3 separate regions of the Mus musculus genome follow, and all the other regions are linked to region 3. A link is a contact called in public Hi-C and Micro-C data. All regions are on one chromosome and are shown on one strand. Each heading gives the region's core, a stretch centred on a gene start, on an enhancer-like site or on the middle of the called end of the contact. The rest is flanking DNA. Distances are from core to core; before and after follow the strand shown. Region 1 overlaps Gm14051 (a long non-coding RNA gene). Region 2 overlaps Gm14051 (a long non-coding RNA gene). Region 3 holds the start of Slc23a2 (solute carrier family 23 (nucleobase transporters), member 2).

What was found. A called contact is a pair of places that touch in the nucleus more often than the background predicts.
Region 1: a contact with region 3 is called in a Hi-C map of bone marrow-derived macrophages, with 4 times the contacts expected there. The contact joins the enhancer-like site here to the promoter of Slc23a2 in region 3. A contact is called at or near these places in 11 of 39 promoter capture datasets (the 3T3-L1 cell line, 3T3-L1-derived adipocytes, the C10 cell line and 5 more), 1 of 15 datasets of contacts at CTCF or cohesin (embryonic stem cells), 34 of 484 Hi-C or Micro-C datasets (2-cell embryo, 8-cell embryo, the C2C12 cell line and 19 more), 18 of 115 datasets of contacts at active chromatin or transcription factors (acute myeloid leukemia, bone marrow-derived dendritic cells, bone marrow-derived macrophages and 10 more) and 3 of 9 other capture datasets (adipose tissue, bone marrow-derived macrophages and pancreatic islet).
Region 2: a Micro-C map of granulosa cells shows a contact between it and region 3, with 2.3 times the contacts expected there. The contact joins the enhancer-like site here to the promoter of Slc23a2 in region 3. A contact is called at or near these places in 3 of 39 promoter capture datasets (the C10 cell line, liver and macrophages), 10 of 484 Hi-C or Micro-C datasets (ECoMG myeloid progenitors, bone marrow-derived macrophages, embryonic stem cells and 7 more), 8 of 115 datasets of contacts at active chromatin or transcription factors (bone marrow-derived macrophages, a colorectal cancer cell line, differentiating embryonic stem cells and 2 more) and 4 of 9 other capture datasets (adipose tissue, embryonic stem cells, liver and 1 more).

Annotation. Positions count from the first base shown.
Region 1 is chr2:132,201,486-132,205,972 of GRCm38.p6, reverse strand. The region is part of intron 2 of Gm14051 (a long non-coding RNA gene); the gene reads right to left. Among named protein-coding and RNA genes, the nearest start is that of Tmem230, 44 kb to the left of the region's middle. Within about 2 kb of position 1,977, at least 26 of the 459 cell types and tissues checked have an H3K27ac peak or open chromatin away from gene starts, as enhancers often do. A contact at or near this core is called in the C2C12 cell line, acute myeloid leukemia, bone marrow-derived macrophages and 3 more, where this site is marked.
Region 2 is chr2:132,179,095-132,183,930 of GRCm38.p6, reverse strand. The region is part of intron 2 of Gm14051 (a long non-coding RNA gene); the gene reads right to left. Among named protein-coding and RNA genes, the nearest start is that of Slc23a2, 36 kb to the right of the region's middle. Within about 2 kb of position 3,035, at least 48 of the 459 cell types and tissues checked have an H3K27ac peak or open chromatin away from gene starts, as enhancers often do. A contact at or near this core is called in ECoMG myeloid progenitors, bone marrow-derived macrophages, differentiating embryonic stem cells and 1 more, where this site is marked.
Region 3 is chr2:132,142,104-132,146,937 of GRCm38.p6, reverse strand. It overlaps Slc23a2 (solute carrier family 23 (nucleobase transporters), member 2), which reads left to right and starts at 1,830. Exons shown (of 16, transcript NM_018824.2): 1 at 1,830-1,926. Gm14051 (a long non-coding RNA gene) reads right to left here and starts at 3,359. Exons shown (of 3, transcript XR_866753.3): 1 at 2,353-3,359.

The sequences.
Region 1 (4,487 bases), core at 728-3,227, 59 kb before region 3:
TAGCATCAAATGTTATGCAGTCATGGGATTAGTGTTCTTTGTTATGGCTTGAATCTGAAATGTCATTCTTAGACCCGTGTTCTGAATGTTTGTTCCCTGGCTGGTGGAACTGTGGAATGTGGGAATCCATGGAACCTTCAGGAGGCAGGACCTGACTGGCAGGCAGCACTAGTGCACTGGCATTTAAGGTTATGAGCGCCTCTAGATTCACCCTTGCTCTCTGCTCTTTGGTCCACTGTGATGGGACACTCCCACCATAAACATGATCTCTGCCTGCCTTCTCTACCATGTGGAAATGAGAGTGCAGTTAACCCACCAAACTAGACTACTCCACGGGGGAAGGAAAGTTTACTGTGGGAACAAACTGGGCGCTGCCTCTGAGAGTAGAGGACATCAGCTTGGTGGGAAAGCAAACAGACATTACGTGATGGTCAGCAGGGGGTGGGGGTCTTTGAGCTGATCCAGGCTGTTTGGAACTAGATGTCCTTTCATGAAGTAGTTGATTATTGGGACAGATAAGGTAAGCAGTGGTTTTCCTGGTAAACAAAACAAAGCAAAACCCCTTACAAGATTCCCGAGGAATACTGAGTTTGTGTTTCTGTTTACCTAATAACAACTCTGTCTACTTGGTCAGATGATTTTTGTCCTAGCGGCATACTTCTGGCAGCTTAGACTCACTTTCTAAATGTTCTACAGTCTCCCAAAGTTGGGCCACAAGCTGGGGAATAGTGTTCAAAAAGAAATTTGTAAGAAACATCTATCTCGCCGGGTGTGGTGGCACACGCCTTTAATCCCAGCACTTGGGAGGCAGAGGCAGGTAGATTTCTGTGTTCGAGGCCAGCCTGGTCTACAAAGTGAGTTCCAGGACAGCCAGGGCTATACAGAGAAACCCTGTCTCGAAAAAGAGAGAGAGAGAGAGAGAGAGAGAGATATCTATTTCAATTTCAAAGCATAATATTGTGCCCTGACCCTCAAAGCGTTATGGTCATCACATAATGCATATGTGTTTAATCTGATTTAAACTTTTCTAAAGCTTTTACCAGTCCTGACTTTATTCAGTCCTCAGCTGAGAAATAATGAGATGGTTCGGTAGGTAAAAGATGTTCTACCAAGCCTGATGGCCTGACTTTGACCCCAGGGACCTACACGGTAGAAGGAGAGAATAAACTCTTACAAATTGTCATCTGATCTATATACAGACACCATGACATATATACTGCAGCATGCATGAACCCAACCTTTGCTGCATATACACATATATAAAATGCATATTAAAAAGTCTAAAGTTTGGGGCTGGAGAGGTGGTTCAGTGGTTAAGAGTACTGACCGCTCTTCCAAAGGACCTAGGTTCAATTCCCAGCAACCACATGACAGCTCACAACCATCTGTAACTCCAGTTCCAGGGGATCTGACTCCCTTACACAGATGTACACGCAGGCAAAACACCAATATATATAAAATAAAAAGAAATCGATCATTAAACAAAAAAGTCTAAAGTTCAAAGTTTCTTTTGAGAATCAAAAGCAAAAAGCAGGGGCTGGAGAGATGGCTTAGTGGTTAAGAGCACTGACTGCTCTTCTGAAGGTCCTGAGTTCAAATCCCAGCAACCACATGGTGGCTCACAACCATCTGTAATGAGATCTGATGCTCTTTTCTGGAGTGTCTGAAGTAAGCTACAGTGTATTTATGTATAATAAATAAATCTTTAAAAAAAAAGACTGTTCATGTGGTTAAATCATGTTATCTTTTAAAAAAAGCAAAAAGCAAGTAAACAAAAATACCAAAACCAAACAAACAAAATGTCCTTTGAATCTCTGTAAGTTCACAAAGAAAATTATATAGTTCCAACATTCAATAGTAGAGAATGACCATCCCAGTTCCAAAACAGGAACTGGAGAATCATGAGAGACTGGACCACAGTAAGATCAAAGCCTGACAGAGCAAGCATTAAACCCTAGAGTGCCACATTTGGCAGCTGACAGGTGGTGGCGCAATGCAATGTGTGTCACCAGGCTTAGCAACCCCACCCTCCCCACATCCTCACCAACATGAGCTGTACTTTGTTTTATTATCTTGGCCGTTATGACTGGGGTAATAGGAAATCTCAATGTAAGATTGCTGGGGGGGGGGGGTTGTTCTTATTTTGAGACAACGTCCCTCTATATAGTCTTGGCTATCTCAGAACTCACTATGTAGACCAGGCTAGCTTGAAACTCATGAAGATCTGCTAGCCTTTGCCTCCTCAAGTGCTAAGATGAAAGATGTGTGCCACCATGCCAGGCTTCAAAGCGTTTTAATTTGCATATCTCAGATGTTCTTAGCCTGATAAAAGTCCAGTTTGAATTTTTCATAATCCTTTAATTTCTGTAATCTCTTAAAACCAACATAAGGGGTAAACACCAAGTTTTGCCGATAACTCAAGTACTAGCTGGGCCTCCTTGAACTACAACCAGAGAGGCTGCTAAGTTAGATACCTGAACCTAGGAAAATACTTCCAATATGGCCCTTTCCACCTGCATGCCCGGGAGACTCTTTTAAAGGAATGTCTTCTAAGTGAGTGTTTAGTTTTACACACCCTGGGGTGTGGTCGTGTCAAAACCATTTTCTATTGTCTCAGGGCAAAGTTCACAGCTTTTTAGCAGCACTAATTTCTGTCACACTGTAACAGCTGTGTCTACACTGGTTGTCTATGACTTTAAACTCACCTTCCATGGCCAAACTGCACAGTCTTCAAATCTTTTTTTTTTTTGATTTATGTATTTATTTCATATATATATATATATGAGTACACTGTAGCTGTCTTCACACACACCAGAAGAAGGCATCAGATCCTATTACAGATGGTTGTGAGCCACTATGTGGTTGCTGGGAATTGAATTCAGGACCTCTGGAAGAGCAGTCAGGGCTCTTAACATCCCCTTTTCAAATCTTTTTGTTCTACTTTCTGCTCCGAGTTCTCACTGTAACTCTGGCTAAAAGCAGCCAACAAAAACTATTCAATAGTCTGACTGCTATGCTGCCTTGAAATTACTCTGCCAAAGTAATTAATGAAGCCTCATTTCAAAATGTTCAGAGACAAATTATCTCCTAGAATATTATACAAGTGGCCTCTACTTGAAGTTCCAAAAGTCTTTCTCCTCATATGAAACTTCATGACCTCGGTCTCTTGTCTATGTTTTATTATTATTCCATGTGTGTGCCTGATGGTGCTACAGAACACATAGTGTGGAACCCAGAGGACAACTTGACAGAGCCTGTTCTCTTCATCTACCTTTATGTGGGTTCTGAGGATTAAACCTGGGCCTTTAGGCTTGCATCATGGCACATGCCTTAATCCACCAAACCTTGTCTTTGACCCAAAGCTTTTCTTTCTTTTTCTTTTTTTTCTTTTTTGAAACAGGGTTTCTCTGTATAGCCCTGGCTGTCCTGGAGCTCACTTTGTACACCAGGCTGGCCTCGAACTCAGAAATCCGCCTGCCTCTGCCTCTGCCTCTCGAGTGCTTTTCATTTTTTGCTTTTCTTTTTTTTTTTTTTTTTTTTAAGATTTATTTATTTATTATATGTAAAGTACACTGTAGCTGTCTTCAGACACTCCAGAAGAGGGTGTCAGATCTCGTTACAGATGGTTGTGAGCCACCATGTGGTTGCTGGGATTTGAACTCTGGACCTTCGGAAGAGCAGTCGGGTACTCTTACCAACTGAGCCATCTCACCAGCCCATTTTTTGCTTTTCTTAAAAATATATTTATTCTTAATTTTGTGTATGTTTATCTGCTTGCATTAGTTAATGTGGACCACATGCATGTAGGTGCCCATGGTAACCAGAAGGGGGTTTTGTATCCCTTAGAACTAGTTATAAGCAGTTGTGGAATACCTAGTGTGGGTACTAGAAACTGAAACCAGGTCCTTTGGAGAAACTACTCTTAAAGCCAATCCATCTCTCTGGCCCTTCAATTCTTTGTATGATATGATATAATATGATATGAATGATATGATATGATATAATTTTATTAGAGAGTATATGTTTGTATGTATACACATGTGCACATGCACACCTCATAGCATACATGTGAAGGTCAAAGAACAACATTTGGGAGTCAGTTGCTGTCCACATTTCTAGTGATGTTCTGAATTTTTAGCTCCCACTGAGTTGCCCATTGATGTGTAGTTACAGCATTCGGAGGCACTTCTTGCCCACACCTGCAAACTCTTCCACATTCCTCCTGAAAAAAACATTGCAAAGGCTTAAAAGCCACCTAGCCAGGTTTTCTCACAGCAACAGCTCACTCTTCATGCCAGTTTTCTATAACAGTTCATTTGCATTCCTTTCATCAAAATACTTGAGAGAAATAACTTTGTCATCTAAGTACTAGGGAGGCTGAGGCAGGAGAATTTTGAGTTAAAGGGCCATTTCGGTCTACATAGCAAGATCTAGCTGACCTAGTACAGATCAAGCATATGATCCAGAAAGATCAGTCTCAAAACATA
Region 2 (4,836 bases), core at 1,786-4,285, 36 kb before region 3:
GCTTTAGCCCTGACCTCCCCTCCATGATAGACTATAACCTGGAATTATAAACAAAATAAACTCCTTCCTCCCTTCAGTTATCAGGATATCTTACTATAGCAACAGAAATGAAAATGTAAGAGAGGGTAATCATCTACTTTCTGGCTGGATTTGGGGCCAGCTTGAAGGGAGGGCTATCTTGTTTGTAAGCCTAGTCGTAAGCCTGTGGCTGGGGAGGTCAGAGGCCTTAAAGGAGATCTGCTACTGCTATTTGCTAGATGGGCATATGAAATGTTAAGTCTTTAAACCTCTTTGAGCTCCCAGCAGGTTGTCCCATGCTTCATGCTGCCTGCCCCAGATGCTCTGGAACTCAGACAGAAACACACACACACACACAGAGCCTTTATATTTAAATATGCCTTAGCTAGCTCAATGGCTGGGCCACTCCTGAACTTCCACGCAGCTAACACACTCTCCCCTCCCACATCTCTGAATTAATACTTAGTAAAATCTATACGTAATCTCTGCCACTCTAGACCCAAACAGGGGAGTGGTCCCTGGGGCCGCTTTTCCCGGCTTCTTACATGGTTGCTTCCACAGCTCTCACGTTTGCATCCTCTTCCTTCCTTCTGCCCTGCCCATTCTTCTCCTCCCTCTCCTGAGGTTCCTATCTGAGAATCCTCAAAGGCCCGCCTCTGTCCCCCTGCCCAGCCAGTGACCACTGGCTCTTTGTTAACCAGTCAAAACCAGGCAGGGACCCACAGTGGATGTGAATTCCCATGTAAGCATAAATCAAATCCCCAATGGGCTTATAGCAAAGATGCACTCTAAATAGTTAATTTTAGAGCTGGTGAGATGGCTCAGTGGCAAAGGTGCTTGGTGCAGAAGCCCATTGACCTGAGTTGCATCCCTGGAAGCCATGAGAAGATGGAAGGGCAGAATTGACTCTGTAGAGTTGTCCTTTGACATCTACATGCACACTGTGGATTGGGCACTGTGAGAAAGAAGTTGGGGACTACAAAGAATGAGACCACCGTTCTAACTGAAGTGTCTGGACGTGCGGACCTTACTTTGAATCAAGAGGGCTTGCTTGAAGAGTGAACACATGGCGACAAGAAGTGCATCTGGCATTTATTCTAACTCAGGTGGTGGCTGTGTCTCTTCCCCATTGACTGGGGTCTGCCCTTACAATCTTAGTCATTGGCCAGTCAGAAAAGAATTGGTGGTTGGGGAATGGAGGAAGGGAAAAGGATGGCTGCTACTCTAGGACGTTAAATTCCTGGAACAGAACAGTGGGCCTTTGTGTAAACCACAGTTTTACTGGCTGAGGGGGATGAAATCATTTGCATAAACGTTTTACAAGGTGGGTGAGATAAAAAGATTTTAATTTATTGTCCTAAACTCAATTTTTATAGTATCTGACCAAAAAAAAAAAGACTCATATTTGATATTTTTATAACCATTCACATGGACACCACACTCACACTTGCCTGACTGCGCACACACACTAAAAATAAAATTCAACTTAAATATTTTATGATTACGTTTTAAAAACTTTATGTGTATGGGGGTTTTGCTTGCATGTGTGTCTGTGTTCCATGCGTGTGTCTGGCACCCGTAGAGGCTAGAAAAGGGCATCTGATTCCCTAGACCCGGAATTTTAAGCAGTTATGAAATACCATGTGGGTGCTGAGATCTAAATGTGAGTCCTCTGAAAAAGCAGTCATCTCTCCAGCCCCTAAATATTTAACGTCCATAGACCAGTGCAGTGCTCAGCCTCTGTCAGAAAAGCTTCTTTTTTACAATGAACAATAGTTGGTAGAAAGACTGGTCAAAGTGCTGAGAAATAAGCAGCTGTTGAGTGTTTGTCTCTAAAGATAACTTCTGTACCACCCTCTCCAAGGAGGGAACATAGGTAAGGGGGCAGAAAGAGCCATAGAACCAGGAGGGCTATGAAACTTTTGCCTGTGATGTGACCGCTGTAATCGTGAACATATAACAGCTATGGCTATATGTACAAGACATGCATGGCATCCCATCACTGATGGGGGAAGGGCTCATGAGGTCTCACTCTTCCCTGTGGTTGTTAGAAGAGGGGAAGTCATCTTCCCCAGTGCCACAGTCACTGCTAAATGGCTCTTGTAAATAACCCCCTATCCAAGATCATGCAAGCAATCCTAATTAAAACAGTGAGTTGCAAAAGTAAAATAAGAGGAAGACTAGCTGGGGAGAAGAAAGGGAAAGTAGGAATAGGAGGGAGATGGGAGGACTCATGGGGTGGGTGGGTAGCATCATATGTTATATACATATATGGAATCGCCAGCATTTTTAAAAAGTCAGAAAGGGTCTCATTGTAGAGACTAGGGTGGCTTTGAGCTCGATGATCAACCTGCCTCTGATTCCTGAGTACTGGGATTAAAGGCCTGTGCCAGCATGCCTGGCTCTCACTTTTTAATATATATCTTATTTATTAAAAAAAAAACTTTAATTAGGCATGCCTGGCTCTCACTTTTTAATATATATCTTATTTATTTTAAAAAAAAAACTTTAATTAGGCATGGTGGCATAAGCCTTTAATCCCAGTACTAGAGAGACAGAGACAGTTGGATCTCTGTAAAGTCAAGGCCAGCCTGGTATACATATACATAGAAAATTCTAGGCCAGCTAGGACTAGTAAGACTCTGTCTCAAAAACAGCAAAACAAAACAAAACAAAATAAAACAAGATGTTGTCTTATCAGGACAGCCATTACTCACTCTCTCTCTATGATGCAGCCTAGCTCAAGGACAGCAAGGAGGACCAGCTGCTCAGCTTCTGGGACTCTATACTCTGGGACCATAGAGTATGCCTTTAAGAACAAAATGATCTATGCTATACCAGCTCCAAGGATTCTATCAGCAAGAAGCAAGGATCAAGGATGAATTATGAGCAAACTTCTAGGAAGAGGCCAAGGACCACTGCACAATGGCAGAAAAATTAGGTGATGTACTGTCATCTCCCTGAAGGGCAAGCCTTTGTGAGCCACTTCCTGCTCTTGCCTGAATCATTTAGTACTCCAGTCTTCCTTTTTGGTGTTGCAAGTTGCCCACTTCCTCCACACTAGATAGGCTGATGGAATCTTAGCAGGGGACAGACAATCCCTTTACCTTAGTTGCAAGACATCACTCCCACATCACAAACTACTCCCCTCCCACCATCTCTGAAGGTTCTGGCCCTCCCAAACTGCTTTTGATCTTTCTGTTGTTCTTAGGTTGAAGCAGAACCAACTCCCTTCAGCCACCCAGTTTGTGGGAGGGGTTTAACACCACTCCTACTCCACATCAGCCGTTCTCCATCCTGTGCTGTCAACATCTAATTGCAAAAGTAACTATGAGCTTTTCTGTTTTATGTGTAAATGGAATGTTGTGGAAATGACCCTCTTGGAGCCAGCTAGTTCTGCTTCCTCTTTCCTTGGTCTTAGCTACTCACAGAGACAGGACCAGTAAGGGACCTATGATAAAAAAGAAAAAATATATAATAAAAATAAAATAAAAAGGCTAACAAACACATAGGGAAGACAAATGGGTCAGATAAAGAATCAACTTATAACTAGTAGGATACGATAGATTTTCGGTAGATAGATGGTAGACAGATTTTTGATTGGCTGATTGACTGATCAGTTGGTTGATTTTGTTGGGGTGGGGAACACAGCAGCATCCTGGGTAAGTTTATGTGTACCATGTGCATGAAGGTATCTGAGGAGGTCAGAAGAGCATGAGATCCTCTGGGACTGGAGGGAACCAACTGATATGGGCACCATGAAGTGAATCCAATTTTCTGGAAGAGTAGCAAGCACTCTTAACTGTTAAGCCATCTCTCAAGCCCTAGTTTCTATATTTTAAAGAATTCTTGCTGGGCAGTGATGATGTATACCTTTAATTACAGTACTTGGGAGGCAGAGACAGGAGGATCTCTGTGAGCTTGAGGCCAGGCTAGTATACAAAGGGAGTTCCAGGACAGACACACTGTCTGGAAAACCAAACAAACAGACAAAACAAACAAACAAACAAACGAATTCTCCTTTCCCATTGTTCATCTCAGACCCAGCTGACCTGTGGGCTTTCAGACCATCGCCAACCTTGAGCGCATCTTTCTTAAGGTGAAGCCAGATGGCGGGCAGCGCAGTCTGAGGGGCCAGATTATCAAGTGCTTTGAGCAGAAGGGATTTTGCCTAGTGGCCATGAAGTTCCTTCATACTTCCGAAAAATACCTGAAGCAGCATTGCACTGACGTGAAAGACTGCGCACCCTCCCCGTCTGGTGAAGTACATGAACTGTGGCAGCCATGGATGGGAGGGGCTCAGTATGGTGAAGACAGGTGAGTCTTGCTGCATGATGCTGGAAGCAACCAATCCAGCTGATTCTAGGCCAGGCACCACGCCCACTAAAGTAGCACCTCTCAGTGAGTATACTTAGATCCTGATCTTGTTAGAAGGCAGATGTTGGCTTGAGACCAGGGTGGGACGGGAGGTTCTGCAGTCTTATTAAACAAGAGGAGTGGGGCTGTAGCTTCCAGTGGCCCGTTCCTAGAAGCAGTGATCTAGAAAACTCTGTCCAGGCCCCCAAAAGTAGAAGAAGTGTGCCCTGCTCACTGAGTGTGAGACACAGATATGGAGTTACACAGGCCAGCGCCTGTGGTTTTCCTGCCTATTTTAGGACTTGTTAGAAGCCTGACCTGGCCTAAAAACCTTCTTTCATCTCTCCCCAGCTGCTGCTAGTGGAGATTTTTAAAAATCTCCCCTTTTTAAACCTCCCCCCTGACTACCTTTTTATCACCCAGGTTGACTTTCAGTTTTTATCTTTTCAGCCTTTGTAAAGT
Region 3 (4,834 bases), core at 581-3,080:
TAGAAGCCCACACCTGAGAAATCCTTCCATCACCAACCTGGGTGGAAAAGAGTGGGACAGTCAGGAAGGCTGAGTGGCTTTATCACATAAAAACATCTCCAGGAGGGGGTTAGTCAATGGAATGTTACTAAGCCAAGGAAGGAAAAAAAAAAAAAAAAGATCTGTAAACAGGCAAAAGGATTTGGCACTTAGAAGGTCACAGATGACGTCTGAGAAAGCGGGAGACTGATGGTGCTTTATAGTGCTTGTTGAGTGCGGAGGGTGGGGGAGGAAGAGATGCAGGAAACCAGGGAGGGAGGGGGGAAACCCGGAGTGAGGTAGTGCTTTAGGATTGGAGGTAAAACTATAAAGGGGGAGTTAGGGAGTGGGAGACAATATATATGGGGGGAAATGAAGAAAAGAGATGAACTGAAAAGATCAGGGGTTCTTGATCTTGGAACAGGCCTTCTATTCCAAAAGGTTCCATATTGTGGAGCAGAACACACACATTATGTTTTTAAGGGTGGCTGGAAACTCTGGCATAGAAAGAGTTGTGTGCTTCTCTGGTGCTGGTTACAGAATCATCTCTTTTCTTCATCTTCAGTGAAGATGAAATACTAACCTATGGTCTTCCAGGGTATGCTGGATTTTACAATTCAACTTACTGTTTTTTAGGGTTTTTTTTTTTTTTTTTTTTTTTTTTGAGACAGGAGTCTAAGTAGCCCAGGCTGACTTCAAATTCATCGTCTTCCTGCCTCTGCCTGCAAAATGCCGGGATTACAGGTGTGCACCACTAAGCCTCACTGGTTTTATTTTAGTGTGAGACTTAGAGAATTATATATTGATTCTCTCAGCTCGTCCGCACTAGCCTACTTTATAAAATGCCCGTCTTTGCTGGTTACGGCATGCCTCTATTGATCAGTGTGCTACCAGTCCTCAAGACTGCCAAACATAAACAATTCAGGAATAAAATCTGCTTTTTGTTTTTAAAGATGAGGTCAGCTGTGGTCGACCATTCTTTATGGCTCTCCGGAGTTGCTTGGGGATGAAAGGAATTACTGGGTTAGAAAAACAACCAAGACAGTGGTTTCAAGATGGAAGACAGAAGAGAGAGCTAATTATTAGGGTTTTGTTTGTTTTGGTGGAGGTAAGAACGTGGTTTAGTTACAAGTTAGTATCTTAGACCACCGCCTGCAGCATCACCTAGAAACTTCCTGGAAATGCAAATTTCGAAGCCACACTTCAGTTTCAGCACCGCTGGGGGTGGTACCCAGTTTTAATGATGCCCCCCTGGGCAAGACTGCCCGGCCTAAGTGCTATGTGTTTATTGACACGCGGCCTTTTGACTCACAGCCTAAGTGCCCATCCAGCAGGCATTCCTTGGGGGGTACACTTGAGAAATACAGAATAGCAGGTTGCCCCCAAACCCGCTCTATCAGAACACACGCCCCAGAGAAATCAAGCCTGGTGTGTCTTCTCCCGCGTCAGCATAAGCAAGGAGGCTCTCTTTCCCCAGCGAGTTCGGAAGCCTGACGGCCCAATTGGATACGCCGCGAAATTGCTTTAAAGCGGGTTACCCACTGAGCCGGGTACACTGCACCCCTCTCGCTGTCACCCCACAGCTACTGCAGGGCTTGGGGTCCTGCAGGGTAGAAAGGAGGCTCTGAAGGGGAGAGCCTGCGAGCGTCGAGCATCCTAGGCGGCCCCCCCGGAGCAGGTGTGTGGGGAAGGGTCTGCGGCTCGGCGCCCCGGGGCGCGCGGGCGGAGCCGGGGGTCGGGCGGGGAGGGGCCGGCGCGCGGGGCGGGCGGCTGCGCGGCTCCCGCCCCCGGCCCGCCCCTCCGCGGCGCCATTTTGCAGGCGGCTGCCGCGGGGACCCAAGGCGGCGGCAGGCACTGCGGCGCGAGCGGTGCGATCGGCGGGACGCGAGCCCAGCGAGCTGCAGGCAGGTGAGAGCCGGGCCGCCGCGCCCCACGCCCCACGCCGGGTCCGCGGCAGCACCTGCCGGCAGCCCCGGTTGCTCGCCGAGCCCACGAGGCCGGCCCGCGCGGCCCCCGCGCGCTGTCACCCACCCGCGGCGCGGCCTGCGCCCCCACGCCGGCTCGCGCGGCCCGGCGGCCCCGGCTGCAGTGTCAGGCCGTGCGTCCCCGGCGCTCACTGCCGCCCCGCCGGGTGCCCCCGGGACAGCCACCGTGGGCTCGCCGTGCTGCGTGGCTTGCTGCGCGCCCCTCCCCAGGTGGTGCGCCCCGCATCCCCGCGCCCGGGGATTCAGGGTCAGCCCGAGGGGCGGGGGATGGCGGTGCTGTTTCCAGTCTGGCTTCCTTCCCTCTTTGCGGAAGGCGACACGGAGTAATTTTAGATGCCGCTGCACCAACCTTGCGACCTTTCACGCTGGCCTGCCCCGCAGGGGTCCGGGGTCGCCTTGTTGCCTGCGCTCTTGACCGAGAAATTGACATTGGAGTGTGATAACTTGAAGGTGAAGAATTGTCTTCATCGTTTGGCCGGAGATGTCCCATTAGATGTGTAGCCTATGGGAACTCGGCCTTCATTCCGGATGAGGGGCTTTAAGCGGGTCTGATGGGAAACTCCTGATTTTCAGCGCAAGGGGTGAGGGCAAGTGCACAGGGAAGAAAGTTAGCTTTTTGAAGGCTACTTGGGGTTGGGGCATTTGTAGTAGCTGTTAGTCTGCTTTTTGCGGTGCTGGGAGACCGGATGATGGCGAAGATGCTATCCCTTCTGACGCTTGGGTCCTCTGAACTAAGGCGGCCAGGGATGTGAGGATCTGGTATCTGAGTCCTGAGACAGCCTGGTTTGAGCTGTCATTAACTGGCCATGTGACTTCCCTTAGGCAGTTTTCTCCTTTCTGAAGGCTAGGCTAGGTGGCTGAAATTTTTCTGTTTTTTGTTTGAGTGCTATTGGGCTGAGGCCTCACCTGCTCCGTTTCTCTCATCTGCCCTTTCATCTTGTGTGACTTTGCTGGCCTGCTCCTTTAAGGTGTTTGACTCTGGTGAAGTTTGTGAGAGGCCTTCTTCACCTCTTAGAAGTTCAGGATTCTCTGCTGGGTTATAGTTGACCTTATCAGGGTCACTTTAGAACTACTCTCTATGCTTAGCTCATCCAAAAGTTAATAGCTTTGGGCAGTTGAGGCTGTCCACCGTGTTAGCACTCATGACACACCTGGTAGTTAGTTAAAAGGAGGCCCTGAGCATCCTCAGGCAGACATCAGCGAGGCATGAGGTATCTGTTCTCTAGACAATGTCTTTTGCTCAACTGTTAACTGATTCTTTCTTTTTATACCAGAGTATTTCCATCACCCCGACTCCCACCACTGTTTTATTCTTGTGGGAAGTAATTTCTGTAAGAAAGTAGGTGTTTGCCCGGCGGTGGTGGCACGAATCCTTAATCCCAGCACTCAGGAGTCACAGGCAGGATTTCTGAGTTCAAGGCCAGCCTGCTCTACAGAGTGAGTTTCGGGGCAGCCAGGGCTACACAGAGAAGCCTTGTCTTGACCACCACCACCTTAAAAAAAAAAAAAAAAAAAGGGAGGAAAGAAAGTGGGTGTTTGAGTGGCATTTTTTTTTTTTTTTCTTTTTGTCCTGGCTGACCTGAAACTTGCTCCAGGCCAGCCTCAAAGTCAGGGAGAGCTTCTAAGGTCCAGTTTAAAGTTCCACCCCTTGCCCCTTACTCCAGATACTTGCCTGGTACTTAGTTTTCTGAGTATGGCACATTATGCTGAGATTAAAACCTCTACTAAAAAGCAATTAGGCTGGGTGTGGTGATGTAAATGTATAATCTTAGCAACTCAGCCCAGCTGGTGGAGATGGGAAGAAGACAGGCCAGCCTGGGATAAAGGGCAAGGCCTAGCCTTGTAAAACTACACAGAATATTGATTTATTTTGAGACAAGGTCTTTATATGCAGCCGCGGCTGGCTGGAATTCATAGATCTACCACATCCCAGTAGTGAGACTAAAGGTGTGTGCGTACCACCATGTCCAACAAGAAAGTTAAAAACAAACTAGAGGGCTGGAGAGATGGCTCAGCAGTTAAGAGCACTGGCTGCTCTCCCTCCCCCCCTTGTTTTCTTAAATTACAGGATCTGGATTTAATTCCCAGCACCTACACGATGTCTCACAATCATCGTTAACTCCAGGGACTCCAGTGCCCTCTTCTGGCCTCTGTGGTATGAACACTGCACACACCTGAGACAGCACGCTCCGGGGACACCACCCACACACGTTTTTTTCTTTTTTTAAAAAGTACTTGAATCAATATGACTGTCCAGGTGTGAGCTGAGCCAGGACGACACCAGTGAACATGCTAAAGAGGATGGGAAAAGGTCCACGAGGCTTCAGCCCCACACCGAGAGCTGTAGGCAACCGCAGAAAGCCGGGAGTGGCAGAGGTGGTCCTCCCAGGGACAGTACCAGTCGGCTGTTCAGTGCCAAACGGTCAGCCCTGACAACACACATACAAGTAACTGAACAGTTATATGTAGGTATATGTATGTGTGCGCACACACACACACACACACACACATATATGTATATATATATGTACATATATGCATACTATAATAATTAGTGAGAAAAGAGGCCCTGAATTTAAAGGAGATTGGGGAGAGGTACATGGGAGGGTTTGAAAGTAGGAAAGGGAAAGGAGAAATGTAATGGTCTCAAAAAGAAAAAAAATTAGTGTTGTATATGGTTTAGATAGTTGTGGGGTTTTTGTTTGTTTGTTTGTTTGTTTTCAGATTTATTTAATGCGCCGCATGCTTTTGATCCCAGAACTTGGGAGGCAGAGGCAGGCAAATTTCTGAGTTTGAGGCCAGCCTGGTCTACACAGTGAGTTCAGGACAGC